Linked DNA regions of Gossypium hirsutum: region 1 is linked to region 2. A link is a contact called in public Hi-C data. All regions are on one chromosome and are shown on one strand. Each heading gives the region's core, a stretch centred on a gene start, on an enhancer-like site or on the middle of the called end of the contact. The rest is flanking DNA. Distances are from core to core; before and after follow the strand shown. Region 1 overlaps LOC107928803. Region 2 has its middle 11 kb from the start of LOC121210829.

Region 1 (6,538 bases), core at 3,799-6,298, 150 kb after region 2:
ACCTCTGGAGAGCTCTACAGATAGTGAAAGAAAAGAAAATGTTCGGGACATCAGAACTTCTACTGTTTGTTTAAAGAATGAATCATCAGTTGAAACTGACGCGATGGAATTGGATGTTTTCCAGAAGAGCCTTCTTTCAGGTATGTATTTATGTTGCCTCTGTAATCATGAAGCTAATGGAATTATGTATTGTAAAATCTCACATCAGACTAATTAGAAAGTTACTCTTAGAAATATCTTTAAATTTAGTTAAATTTATATTTACTTGCTCTTTCAGTATTTATTTTCATATTAAGAAGCTTACTTTTGTTGCAGGAGTGGCTTTATGTCCATTAGATCAGGTAATTCTTTCGTATTCTGTTTTACTATGCTAAAAGTGAAATTTTTAATCGGATCAGATGTAGCTTTAAGATAATGGTACCTTTTGGATGAATACTTCTTTGGTTGGACTAAAGTTTTAATGAGCAATATGTTCTTGATATTCCATACAATGAGTATTTTTTAGTTCGGTCTTAACATCCTAGTGAGCATAGCATGCTAAAATTACCTCTTACTATACAAAGATCTCTGTATTGAGTATTCAAAACTAGACATAACTGTTTGTTAATTTTCAGAACATCAAGGGGGTTCATAAACCATCATTATCAGAAACTGGAAATGGTACTGGAGAAGCTGGGAATGAAATGGTCAACGGGGAATCACCTGATATGAATGAAAGACTTCCTGCACTTCCAGCTGCAGCAAATTCAATAGATGATGGAGGGACAAGCACCTCTAGAACCCAGAGCCTAGATGCAGAGCATGTCCTTTTCCAAGCTGAGCAGCCTTCAAATTCCAATGCTACTGCTTGTCCAGATGGTCCTCTGGAGCCAGATCCAAGCAGCAGATGGGTTAAACGTCTCAAATTGAGCACCTCACATCCTTTTGCTTCTGGTACTAAAATCTCTAAAATGGGAGAAGTTTCATCCTGTGTAAAGATTAACAAGATCAGCAAAATCATGAATTGCAGCAAAACAAGTTCAGAGCCCACAGTAGGTAGAAGCCATGTGAGATCAAAATTGGCACTGGATCAACATCCAGTGCTATTAAAGAGTGGCGAGTCCAGTTCCAGTGGTTCAGGGAGGAAAAGTCAAGAAATCTCTCTTTCGCGTACTTGGATTCATCGATGGTGTCGTCGCATAGCTGCACCTCCAAACAAGAAGCCTGATGCTGCAGTGCTATGTGAACCACAGAGCTCAAAGGCAAAATCGGATAAACTCCAAGAGAAGCAGTTTCCAAGCATTGCAGCCATGGCTTTGATGGGGAAGGCCATGAACGGTTTTCATCCTTGTGAGTTCAAAAGGAAGGGGTCTTTGATAGTTTGGAACACTTAGAGCTTCCAAGGCAATTCTAGCTAAAACCATTTGTGGCGCAAAAACAAATTGACCTTTAGGTTTTGCCAGGAGTGTTGGTGGTTCCATTTGTTGCCGAGGGCAATAGATGCCTGCCCCATCTTTATTATATATGATAAGATATTTGGCACAAATCAAGTCAAAATGTTGCCTAGGTATGTTCCCTTCCTGCATGCATACATTTCATGTGACATTTACATCAAAGGGTAAAAGTTTTTGTAGCTGGGTTATTTACGGAGGGATCTTACAGAGGCCATTTGTCTTGAATGAGCACTTGGATGGAGGATGAAAGAGGCGATCACAACAGCTATCATCTTTTCTTGTAAGTTTGAAGAACACTCCATGATATTCCCTGTTTTGGTTAAAAACATCATTGGACTGGGAAATGATAAGGAAATAGAAACTGGACCGTGAATATCTATTAACATGTTAAAAGTAAGTTGTGTAATAATGAATGAGGTATTTGTTTTTGTCCACAACTGCTAAAGAGATAGAAAGACTGGTGAGTTTGTATTTAAGTGGATGGAGTACATATGAAATTTACAGCTAGTCTAGGAGTATTTCTAGGAGTATTTTGGTGATATATATTGATAACGTATGGTAGTCTAATACGGGTATATTCATTCTTCTTCCCCTTCTTCTTTTTATCTTTTATTTAGAAGGTCGTATCACTATACCTATGTTTAAGAATAGGTTGGATGGGAATAGCGGAAGGCATCTATAAACCTTGTTTCTCTTTCATTTCATTAAATTCTTGGGCAGTAAGTGGAGGTTTTGAAGTTTGTCTTGAGCAGTTTGTTTTTCAGCTCAGGATTACTAACTGCAACAAAAGCCCATTGGCATTTTCCTTTTGCAAAAAAGGTTGTAAGTGTTTCTCCTGTACCCACATTTTCTTGCTTTTCTCTTTCAATCTTATCAGTAGAGATGACCGGGCACTATTCTCTATGATGCTATCGTAGAGCTACTAAAGTTCAGATAGGGAATAAGAGTTATAGTACGCAGGGGCAGGGCTAAATCCTCACAAAGCCAAAAAAAAGTATTTAAGAGAAAGATCTATGGAAGTATAAAGTGAAAGTTTTAAAATTAAAGTAGTTTTTAATATCAACTGATTTTACGCTTTTAATTTTTTAATTAGTTTTTTTAATTTCTTTTACTTGAGTGATAGAATATAATTAATATATACTTATTTAACAAAATGTTTTTATCATATAGAAAAATGGATGTTGTTGATCAATACGTTTTTTAATAATATTAAAAAATTCAAATCATAATTAATGAATTCGATACCATATTCAATTTAATAATTAATGCAAAAAAAACATTATTTAAAATAATAACTACCTATAATACAAGTTGTTTTGTTGCAATTTTTCATTGTTTTCTTTTCTTAATGGTCAATAAATTGATTATATTGTTCATAGATAATATGTAGTTAATATAAATATATTAGATTAGATTACATAAATATTATTTATAATATTTTATATGTGAAATATAAAGTTACTTATTATATAAATAATCAATTTTTCTTTTCTGTGAGAGAAAACATAATAATTTTAATAATTCAATATAAAAATAATTATTTTTATTTGTATTACAAATTAATTAAATAGAAGCATTAATACAATAAAATAATTTATTTATTAAATAAATACTTTAATAAAATTAAAATTCTTATTTGTAAATAATAAAAATATTTAAAATGACAACTTCGAAAGCTATATTATTAATAAGTTTGAAAGCTTGCCAAAAATGTTAAGATATGCGGGTTAAGGTGGTTAGAGATAAGTTGCCATTATCGTCATCATTTCCTCTGTTTTGGTCCAACTTTCAACATTCATTGATATTTGTTTCTTACTTTAGTTCTTCACATGATCATTTTATGTTTTACTTATTCAATTTCGATTGCCCAAGCTCTCATAAAATAAGCAGAGTACTATGAAAGTCTTTGTATTTTCCTCTTTCTACTTAAAAAATGAACAAATTAATCCAGATTAAAGAACAAACTTTGGCAATAGGATAGGAGATAAGCAGCCAACACAAATACTTCAAAGATCTCTCTAAATGCTTCTGAAGATTTAACCCTAGTTCAAGGCATGGAACGCTCCAGAACAAAGAAATGGACCCAAATTTCTCTTCTTATGAATAACCATTTCCTCCACATTATGATTCTGATCTTCTACCCCCGCGTTTCCTCAAAATCCAGCAAGTTAACACAGAAAGAGGAGTTGCTTGGCCTCAATTTCCTCAAATAGGACATTTTAAGGTTTTAAACACACTACTAAAACACCTTATCAATTTCACTTAGGAAAGCTGAGTGGCCAAAGAAGCTGAAATTCAACCATTAAATCATTCTACAAAAAGTAGCCAAAGAGAAGTTTTAAACCAAATTTAAAGGGGGGAAAAATCATTTATCCAAGTCAAAACTCAACCATGGCAATACTTCTTAGAACTAATTGCAAAAATATAACTAAAGATCTAGGTGTTTGTTGCCCTAGTGTAAATCTGCTGGCTTGAATGCGCAGAGACCAACCTAATCAACCCTCTTGCCATCAACTCCCGTATTGCCTTCCTTGCAAGTGATCCGTTAATCTGTGAAGTGCACACACACACACACATAAAAAAAGAAAAACATATTAGACACAGTTGCCGGGTTTAGACCCCATTCAATAGAGTTCGCGCATGCGAACTAGAAGCAAACATTCTATAAAAAGAATGTCAACCTGACCTGGAACCAACATTCTAACTCTATAACACGAGTGTATGAACATATTATTTTGTCACAGCAATACATACAACAAGAGTTTATGACCCAAAATAACCCGACTTTAGATCACCATTCGAGGTCAGACATTGAATAAACAACTAAGAATTAGGGTGCCCAAATTCATCTATCCGTGTAGCAGTCACCATTGATCCAACAATAAAAAACTCGTGCCAGATAAACGTTTATTTTCCAAAAAATTGAGCAGGGCGACAAGCCGACATCAAATAGAATGAACTATTTAGATCTCAACCTCCAGACTAGAGACAACACCATAAATCAAATCGAAAACTAATATCATCACAAATGCAAAAGAAAGGTAAACATCATGCAAAGGGAAACAACATTAAAAATACAACAACAAATGATTAACATATAATATAAAGAGGTAGAAATGAAAAAAGTACCCTCATACGATCAGAGAGGATTGAAGGAGTGATAAGCTTGTATTTAGGAGCTCAAGAGAGAAGCTTGTCATAGGTAGCTTGGTCAAATAGTACCATGTTGTTCACCTTCTCCTTTTGCTTTCCCTTACTCCACTTCTGTTAATACAACAACAAAAACCCCCCCACTTCATATTTAACTTTTGAAAAGCAGAGAGATCGACCCCATTATATATATAGCATAAGATATAATAAAAAGATGACCTTCTTCTGCTTTCCACCTCCAGACTTGGCTGGCTTAGATGAAGGAGGAGGGGCTTTGTCCTTCTTTGGGGCCTGCAAAACCAAATAAAAAAGAATTCATTTTCTGATCTAAAACAGAGTAGGAGATGATGAGATTAACAAACATACCATGGGATCTTTTGGAAGTAAAGAAAAATGGGTACGGAGAAGAGCAGAGCGTTTTGGGCGTCAACGAGAGGGATGATATGGAGGAGGTGAGCGATTTTTCTAGCCTAGAGTTTGAGCCCCGTATCTCAAACGTCGCCGTTTACATCGTAAACCCTAGGTTCCTATTTTTCTTGGCCTTCTAATTTACTATTCCTGTTAAGAAGGTTGTGGAAAAATTTTGGAAAGTTTAATAGTATTTATTATTAGGGTAAACTATACCATTAGTTATTAAATTATTGATAAGTTTTTATTTTGTTTATTTAATTAATTTTTTTTTATTATTTGGTTATTGAATTGTTCAGAAATTTTCATTTAAGTTCATTGCATCCTGCTTGAAGCATTTTTAACACTATTTGTTCAGAAACATCTTCTCAAAATTATTTTTTCAGGAACTATGTAGAAAAAGAGCGTCCACGTGGGAGTTTTTTTCTACAATTTTGTTGACAATGCATCTTGCTTGAAGTGTTTTTGACACTATTTGTTCAGAAACATCTTCTCAAAATTATTTTTTCATGAACTACTATAGAAAAAGAGTGTCCACGTGATAGCTTTTTTCTATAATTTTGTTGACAGTGTATTCTACTTGAAGCGTTTTTGACACTATTCATAAATGTCTTCTCAAAATTATTTTTTCAGGAACTACTGTAGAAAAAGAACATCCACGTGGGAGCTTTTTTTTGTATTTTTGCTGATAGTGCATCCTACTTGAAGCGTTTTTGATACTATTTGTTCAGAAATGTCTTCTCAAAATTATTTTTTGGGGGTAAAAATAATCAATTTTGTTAAAAAAATAAACACAATGTTATTTTAAAAAAAACTAAACCCTAATTTACTTAAATTTAACCATAAACCCTAAACCCTAATTTAATTTATTTAAAACCCTAGAATCCTAAATTACTTAATTTATTTAAAAACCATAAACTCTAATTTAATTTATTTAAAACCTTATTTTAATTTATTTAAAACCTATAAACCTTAAACCTTAATTTATTTAAAACCTTAAAAACCCTAATTTATTTAATTTATTTAAAAACCATAAACCCTAATTTAAATAATTTTTATAAAATAACACCAACTCCTGATTTATTTTTAAAATCTACTAAAATTCTAAACCTTAACTTGTTTTTTAAAAAAACCTAAACACTAAACCTTAACTTATTTTTTGCAAAACCCTAACCCTAAAACCCCTAAAAAACTTTAGGTACTAAACATGCAAATATCCCTAACTTATTTTGGCTGACGTGGCAAAAAAGCTCCCCAGGGGCGCGCTTTGCTGGCATTTTTCCCCTTAAACGTGGCCACATAGGTACGTTTTGCAAAAAGAGACCCTTTCCAGTAAATAATTGTGCCGTAAATATACTTGGAGATGAGCCTTTTTAGGTAAATTAGTCTTAAATTTAATGTGAATTACCAAAAAAAAATTATGTGAATTATAAAACAACAAATGGAACCTTAATATTTGGATTAACAATTTCAATACGTATATGTTTTTTAATTCATTCAATGCGTGTATATATATATATGTATATATATTTTTTGGTTAAAAGAAA
Region 2 (6,656 bases), core at 787-3,286:
TAAAAAAATTGTTCATCTCCTCTTTTTTATTTTTCTTTCGTCTCTTTTTTTTTAATGTTTTTTTTCATTTGACTAGAAAAACTATTATTAAGTTTAAAATAGTTGAAATCAAATTGACTTCATAAAGATGGATTCAATGGAAGGTTCAGGTATGTCTTCTTTGCATTCCTCTATCTCTTTTATTCAACACTGAAAAACAAAAGATTAGATTTTTATTGTTTAATAAAACTTTAAATTAAAATTTTTGAAGGAATTCAAGTGGATTACCAAAAAATCTAAGAATTTCTAACTCAATCGTAGCCCTGCCATCCACCTGGAGAAAAACATTAGACAAGAGAAACGTAACATACATTTTCAAGCTTAAACATTGATTTCATTGATAAAGTGACCTGAAGCCGAGAAGAAACCGATTTTTAATTTCAAGAATTTTAGTTTAGGGATTTCATTAAACAATAAAAAAATTTAATCTTTTTTTTTAGTATTGAATAAAAGAGATAGAGGAATGCAAAAAAGATATACCTGAACCCTCAATTGAATCCATTTTTATGAAGTGGTCAATTTAATTTCAACTATTTTGATCTTAATAATAGTTTTTCTAGTCAAATAAAAAAAATCATTAAAAAAGAAGAAGAGATGGAAGAAAAATAAAAAAGAGAAGATGAATAGCTTTTTTAGTTAAGGTTTAGGTTTAAAATTTTTAATTAATTAATTTTTTTAATTAAAAATCTATTTTCACACATTTAGAAATTCAAGTTAGTACCTAAAATCTAGTTTGACTGCCACGTAGGATTACCGTTAGAGAGATAACGGAACTTAACGGTAAAGTGATCACTTCGTAACAAAATAATAACATAAGTGACTAAAACGTAACATTTCAAACATAAATGACTAAAATGTAACTTGGAGCAAATAAAAATAACTATTTTTATAGATTACCCTTAAAAATAAGAACTCCATACCTATCTCATCATCTAATAAAATATCTAGGTTTCAAACAAAGTTTCCATTTTCAGAATTTTCAAATTTCGGTACATATTAATATATTGTCCATATTTAAAATATCATTTTATCAAATGTTTTAAAATTAAATTTAATCACCTTTATTTTTAATTTATATACATTATTAGTATATTAAATGTAAAATATTTTAACTATAAATTTTTAAGATATAAAAATGTTGGATACGTTTGGACATGCAGCTTTTATATACTAATAATACTGTGTATATCAGACAGACCTTTTGAAAAAGCTGCCTAAGATACGCAGAGAAGTTCTGCTTTACGGCTTTAAAACTTATTACTTAAAACAAGGCAAATTAAAGGAAATGGCACAGTCGTGACATCCATGTAAGTAGATGCACTCAAAACTAGGTCACATTATGAGTTTTACTTCCTCTATTTATAAAATAAGTAAATTAATTTTTATTAAAAATTATATTTATTTTTACTATTTAAAGTTTATTCATATATATTAGAATGAAATATACATGGCAATAATTTAATTATTTTATTAATTATGCTAATTTTTAACTATAAGAATAGATAATAATAAAAGTGACTAATTTAATTTGTGGCTTAATATATAAAAATTAATTTACTTATTTTTTGAATAATTAAAATAAAATACAATCTAATTTATAATTCAGAGACATTTATAGTACTTTGATCAAAGGAACTCGTGGAGTTTGAAGAGTGTTATGTGTATATTTATGGAACTAAAAGTTCTATTACATTTGTTTTAGGATGGGAAATAATTGTATGAAATATTGATGTTATGTCATCGATATTTCTTTTTTAATAGTTTTATATTATATCAGTATGTTCATCCTATAAAAAATCAAATTCAAAATAAAATTATTGATGTGGCGTAAGATTATTAAAAAAATAATATTATTATTACATAAAATCTCTTCTCTTTTTAGATTTATTAAAATTAATATTTTTTGAAAAACTAGGATTATTTCTTTGAACAATTGGAGAGAGAAAAAAAACCCCTTGGTGTCCTAATGGGTAGTGGGTAGTGGGTAGTGGAATGGTACATAAGATATAAGAGTATAGGCGAATCCCAACACCATTGATATCTCTGAAAAGCCTTCAGAATGGAGAGGGGTTGGGGCCTGCAACTCACTAGGATCCGCTCTTTTACATCGGATCTGCTGCAATCTTTCATTGCCGCCTCCTCTCTCTCCTTCTATAATTATTTTTTTTTCAGACCACATCAGTATTGGCTACTAACTTGAATTCAGTTTGGGTATGATATTTAATTTAATTTATTTATATTTTTTTTAAAAAAAATTAAAGATCAAATCTAAATATTTAAGATTCCTTCCTCTATTATTTTTAGACTAATTTATAATAAAAAAAATTAGAAATTAAGTTTGACAAAGTATGAAAGGCCGCCTTTGAATGGGGACACCTCGTTTTCGGGGGGTTACTGCAGGCATAACCGCATAAGAGGGAAAGATTGAGTGCTTCCTCTAACAAATGTATTCTAATGAAAAGAGTTGGCGTATGTATATCGCTATGGACTAAGCCGAAAGCTGAAAATTTTGTAAACCATTCAATATGATTGGACCACATTGCCACAAAGACGTTTCACTGACCAATAACCCCAACTTTTATTTAAATTAATAAAAATATTTTTAACGAGTTTAACAATTAGATTTAAATTTTAAAAAATAAAAAAAAATTAAATTTTAAATATACGAAAAGTTTATCAGTAAGCTCCAGTGAGGCGTGCTAAGTGTTTAGCACCTCAATTTTTTCATCCTCCTGTCTGCCTTTTCATTCTCACCAGTCTTTCATGGTCTATTATATCCCTACATTTTTGTTCGTTTCTTTTGAGCTTTGGCACATAATTTCCTCATTTTTTGCCTTAAAACTTCCCTTAAATTTTGTATAATTATTTTACAAATCATCAAGTGATTATTTCATATATAAATAATAAAAAATAAATATACAAGTTTTTTAATAAGCTAATGAAAATATTTATTACTATATAATTAATATAAATTAACTAAAAATAAAGAATAAAAAAATAGTTTGAAACAATATTATTATTAATTTTTATTTATTTATTAAAAATAAAATATTATATAGAAAATAATTTAATATTTTAAATAATATCCTTACTGGTTATTTTCTTTCTTTTTCTTATTACTATTACAATAATTAATCTTACCGTATATCCAAATAGACCCATTTTAATTTAGATGATGTATAAAAATTAGTATTTGTAATAAATAGAGTAGAGAGGAAGTGATGGAAGGAAAGAGAAAGAGAGGGCCCATTTGGCCTTAGTTATAGTATTAGTTCATGTGTAAGTACATGGGAAGGAGGGGTGAGGGGAAGGCCCCCCTCAAGTTTCTTTTGGAATGATAATGGAAGTAGCCTTCATCCTCTCTGGACTTGTACCCACCACTTCCATACTATATCTACTTATTACGACTACCCCTTACCTTCCATTTCTTCATAGTCCCATCAATGGAGCTACATATTTCTCTAATTTTATAATACAAATTATTGACATTTCGATCAATTTTGTATATATAAAGTCACATTATTCGACGCTTTTTAAAATTATTTATGTTGATTCTCGATAAAAATATAATTACATATTTTTATGTTGGTGTTAAGTTGAGCGGAAAATAATTCAACGTCAACTAATCATTAATTAGATTATAACTTTATAAGTCATGATTATCTTTTATCTTATTGAAACATCTTTTCTCAAAAGATGAAATTATAAAATCAAGCAGATAGTTTGGAGTGATTAAGTCTATTCGGGATTTCTCCTCGTCTGACTCACTCTTCACCCTCATTACAAGAATTTATCAACTTTTAGCGAAAGTTGGGCATTGAGACATGCAACACATTTCTAGGGAGTTAATACGGGTCAAAATTTGACAATTTTTTATGAGATCCCAAAAGAAGTATTAGCAATATTTTCTATTGTAAAAACAAGTGGTGTTAGCCTTGATCAAAAGGCTTCTATATAGATAGATTATATTAAGTTTTTCTTTTTACCAAAAAAAAAAATTTATTATTCCACTCTCAAAGTGAATTAATAGCCTATACTAAATTTATCTAATAATTTTTAAATTCTCCGATAATCTCTTATCTTAAGATTAAATATGTCTATAGATCAGAAATATATCCATAGACAAAATCGAGCTATGGTTCGATTTAAAAAAAAAATATTCAAGCTTAAGATTGACTTTTGACCATATTTAAAATCTGTTTTTACTACTCATAAATTAATAAAATATTTATATATTTTAATAGTAAATTAAGGCCATCCTAGCGAGATATATTTTTTAAAAAAATATGATCTAAATTGGATTAGGACAAACGAATTACACAGAGCACTTATCATTGAATATATCTACTTATGACTTGAAAATGGTCATGCCCGTCAACGCCGATCATCATTTGATAGATGCCCGATTAGCCTCAGTCAAACTTTAATTTAATTTTTTATTATAAATTTATTTAGAATATATTTTTTTTTTAATTTTTTTAAAATTTTCTAAAAGTTAAACTTTTTTTTTCTAAAATTAACTAAACCTTTCTAAACTTTATTTTTAGAATTTATATATATTATTAATGGAAAATTTTTATATTTTTTTAATTTTAAACTTTTAAAATATTTCTACTTTTTATATTTTTTTGGTGAATATAATAACAGATAAAATCTAAACAATAAACGTAACTAACATAACTTAAACCCAAATCACATTAGAGACGGTGAACGCCCTTAACCCTTTTGAATACTGTAATTTATACATAACTTTTAAGGTTTTTAATCCATTTATATGTCTCATATGCTAACATAGGCAAAAAGAAAAACCCACGTCACACGTTTTGGTAGTCGCCACATGGCCTTCCCTTTTTTACACGGTCAATTTTAGGAGTTGAATCGGTGGACGGAATTAAAATTTAAATAACAAAATGGGTAAAAAAAATAAGTACCAAATTAAAAAAACTGATAGAATAAAGTGTCAAATTATTAATAAACCCTAGTGTGGAAAAGAAAAAATATACTCAAAATATCGGATAAAATTGCAAGCTAGCTAGCTAAAAAGCTTTGATTATGACTAAATGTTTTATTATTATTTTTTTTTTTGGACGATAATGACTTTCCTTTCAAAGCTGTTGAAAATTGCAATCAACCAGACTTTTAATTCAAAAAAATAAAAATAAATTAGGTCCTTAAAATTATCATTTTCTAAACAAACTGTTAAATTTTGACGTAGTGAGTAATGTGGTAAGTGATGTGGCGGCTCGTATGAAAATTTTGATGACTTGGCATTTGATATGAATAGATTTTTTTATTATTTTATGAGAGTTAATTGATTTTTAATTATTTTAGGAGAGTTTAATTGATTTTTAAGGATTATATAAAAGTTCTCAAGAAATTATAAATTTTTTAAAATATTAAAATATCTTAAAAGTTATAGAAATTTATATAAAAATAATTAAAATGAAAAAAAAATTTAAACTATTATAAAAATTTGAGTAAATATCAAAATTATACATGAATTTTGATTTAATATGCAATTTCATACATGAACTTTGGTTTTGTGCTTTTTAATACATGAAATTTTGTTTTAATTCAATTTTCATAAAATTATTAACAATATTATCGGATTAGCACTAGTTTATATTGATATATTACATACATAAATAGTTATATTAATCCAATATGAAAGTAAATGTATGTATTCATTTTCTTTAAATGTATATAATTGAATCAAAGTTAAAATTTCACGTATACATATGAACCACAATTCAAGATTCACATATATAATTGCATTAAAATCAAAGGCCATGTATCAAGTTATACATTGAATCAAAGTTTATGTATAAATTTGATATCTATAAGTTTATGTATAAATTTGATATCTATTCCTAAAAATTTTAGCTAAAAGTTATTAAAATATTATTAAAATTTAAAAATTATAGAAAATCTATGAAAATTATTAAATATCATAAGATTTAAATAAAAAATAAAAACTAGTGAATGTTATAAAATATTATTAATATGTTATGAAATAATGAAAATGCTAAATAAATATTATAAAAATAATTAAAATGATAAAAAATATAAAAATTAATAAAAAAAAGTTATAAAAACTTATTCACGGTATAAAAAGTTGTAAAAATTAAAAAATATATAAGAAAATTATAGTTGTTTTTAATGTTTGGATGGTTTTAATGAGGGAGCTTGAAGTGTGATGGTAATTAGACTTGGATGAGGTGTTGAGTAAAGGGACCGAGAAATAATGGATTTAGTGTTTGGTGGTTTAAGGTAGATGATAAGTAATGGTTTTAGTTGAGGAGTGTGTTGATAATGATGGTTTACGGTATGATATAGTGTAGCATGTGTGAAAAAAATAAAAAATAGTAGTAGTTTTAATTTAAAAGTTTTTAAAAAATTATTAGAATTTATTAAAATATTATGATTTTTTTAGAAAATTATAATATTTATAAGTTGTTAAAAAATTTTAATGTTATAAAAAATTTAAATTTATTGTCAATTTAGAGGACCCAATTGATTGTTATTTTTAGATTAAGAGTTCAATTAGTTACACTTTTCAACTAGGGCCTAATTAATTTTCGAGTTAGGGCTTATTTAGTACTTTAACTTTATTTATT

The links. Hi-C and Micro-C count contacts between places; a contact is called where the count stands out from the background.
Region 1: a Hi-C map of leaf shows a contact between it and region 2, with 1.7 times the contacts expected there. The contact joins two enhancer-like sites. A contact is called at or near these places in 6 of 34 Hi-C or Micro-C datasets (anther, callus and leaf).

The regions. Positions count from the first base shown.
Region 1 is chrA12:4,418,898-4,425,435 of Gossypium_hirsutum_v2.1, forward strand. It overlaps LOC107928803, which reads left to right. Exons shown (of 4, transcript XM_016860081.2): 2 at 1-140; 3 at 316-341; 4 at 615-2,000. The coding sequence ends at 1,373. It also overlaps the pseudogene LOC107928823. Among protein-coding and RNA genes, the nearest start is that of LOC107928803, 5.9 kb to the left of the region's middle. Within about 2 kb of position 5,049, at least 7 of the 9 cell types and tissues checked have an H3K27ac peak or open chromatin away from gene starts, as enhancers often do. A contact at or near this core is called in leaf, where this site is marked.
Region 2 is chrA12:4,271,420-4,278,075 of Gossypium_hirsutum_v2.1, forward strand. No RefSeq gene overlaps it. Among protein-coding and RNA genes, the nearest start is that of LOC121210829, 11 kb to the right of the region's middle. Within about 2 kb of position 2,037, at least 4 of the 9 cell types and tissues checked have an H3K27ac peak or open chromatin away from gene starts, as enhancers often do. A contact at or near this core is called in leaf, where this site is marked.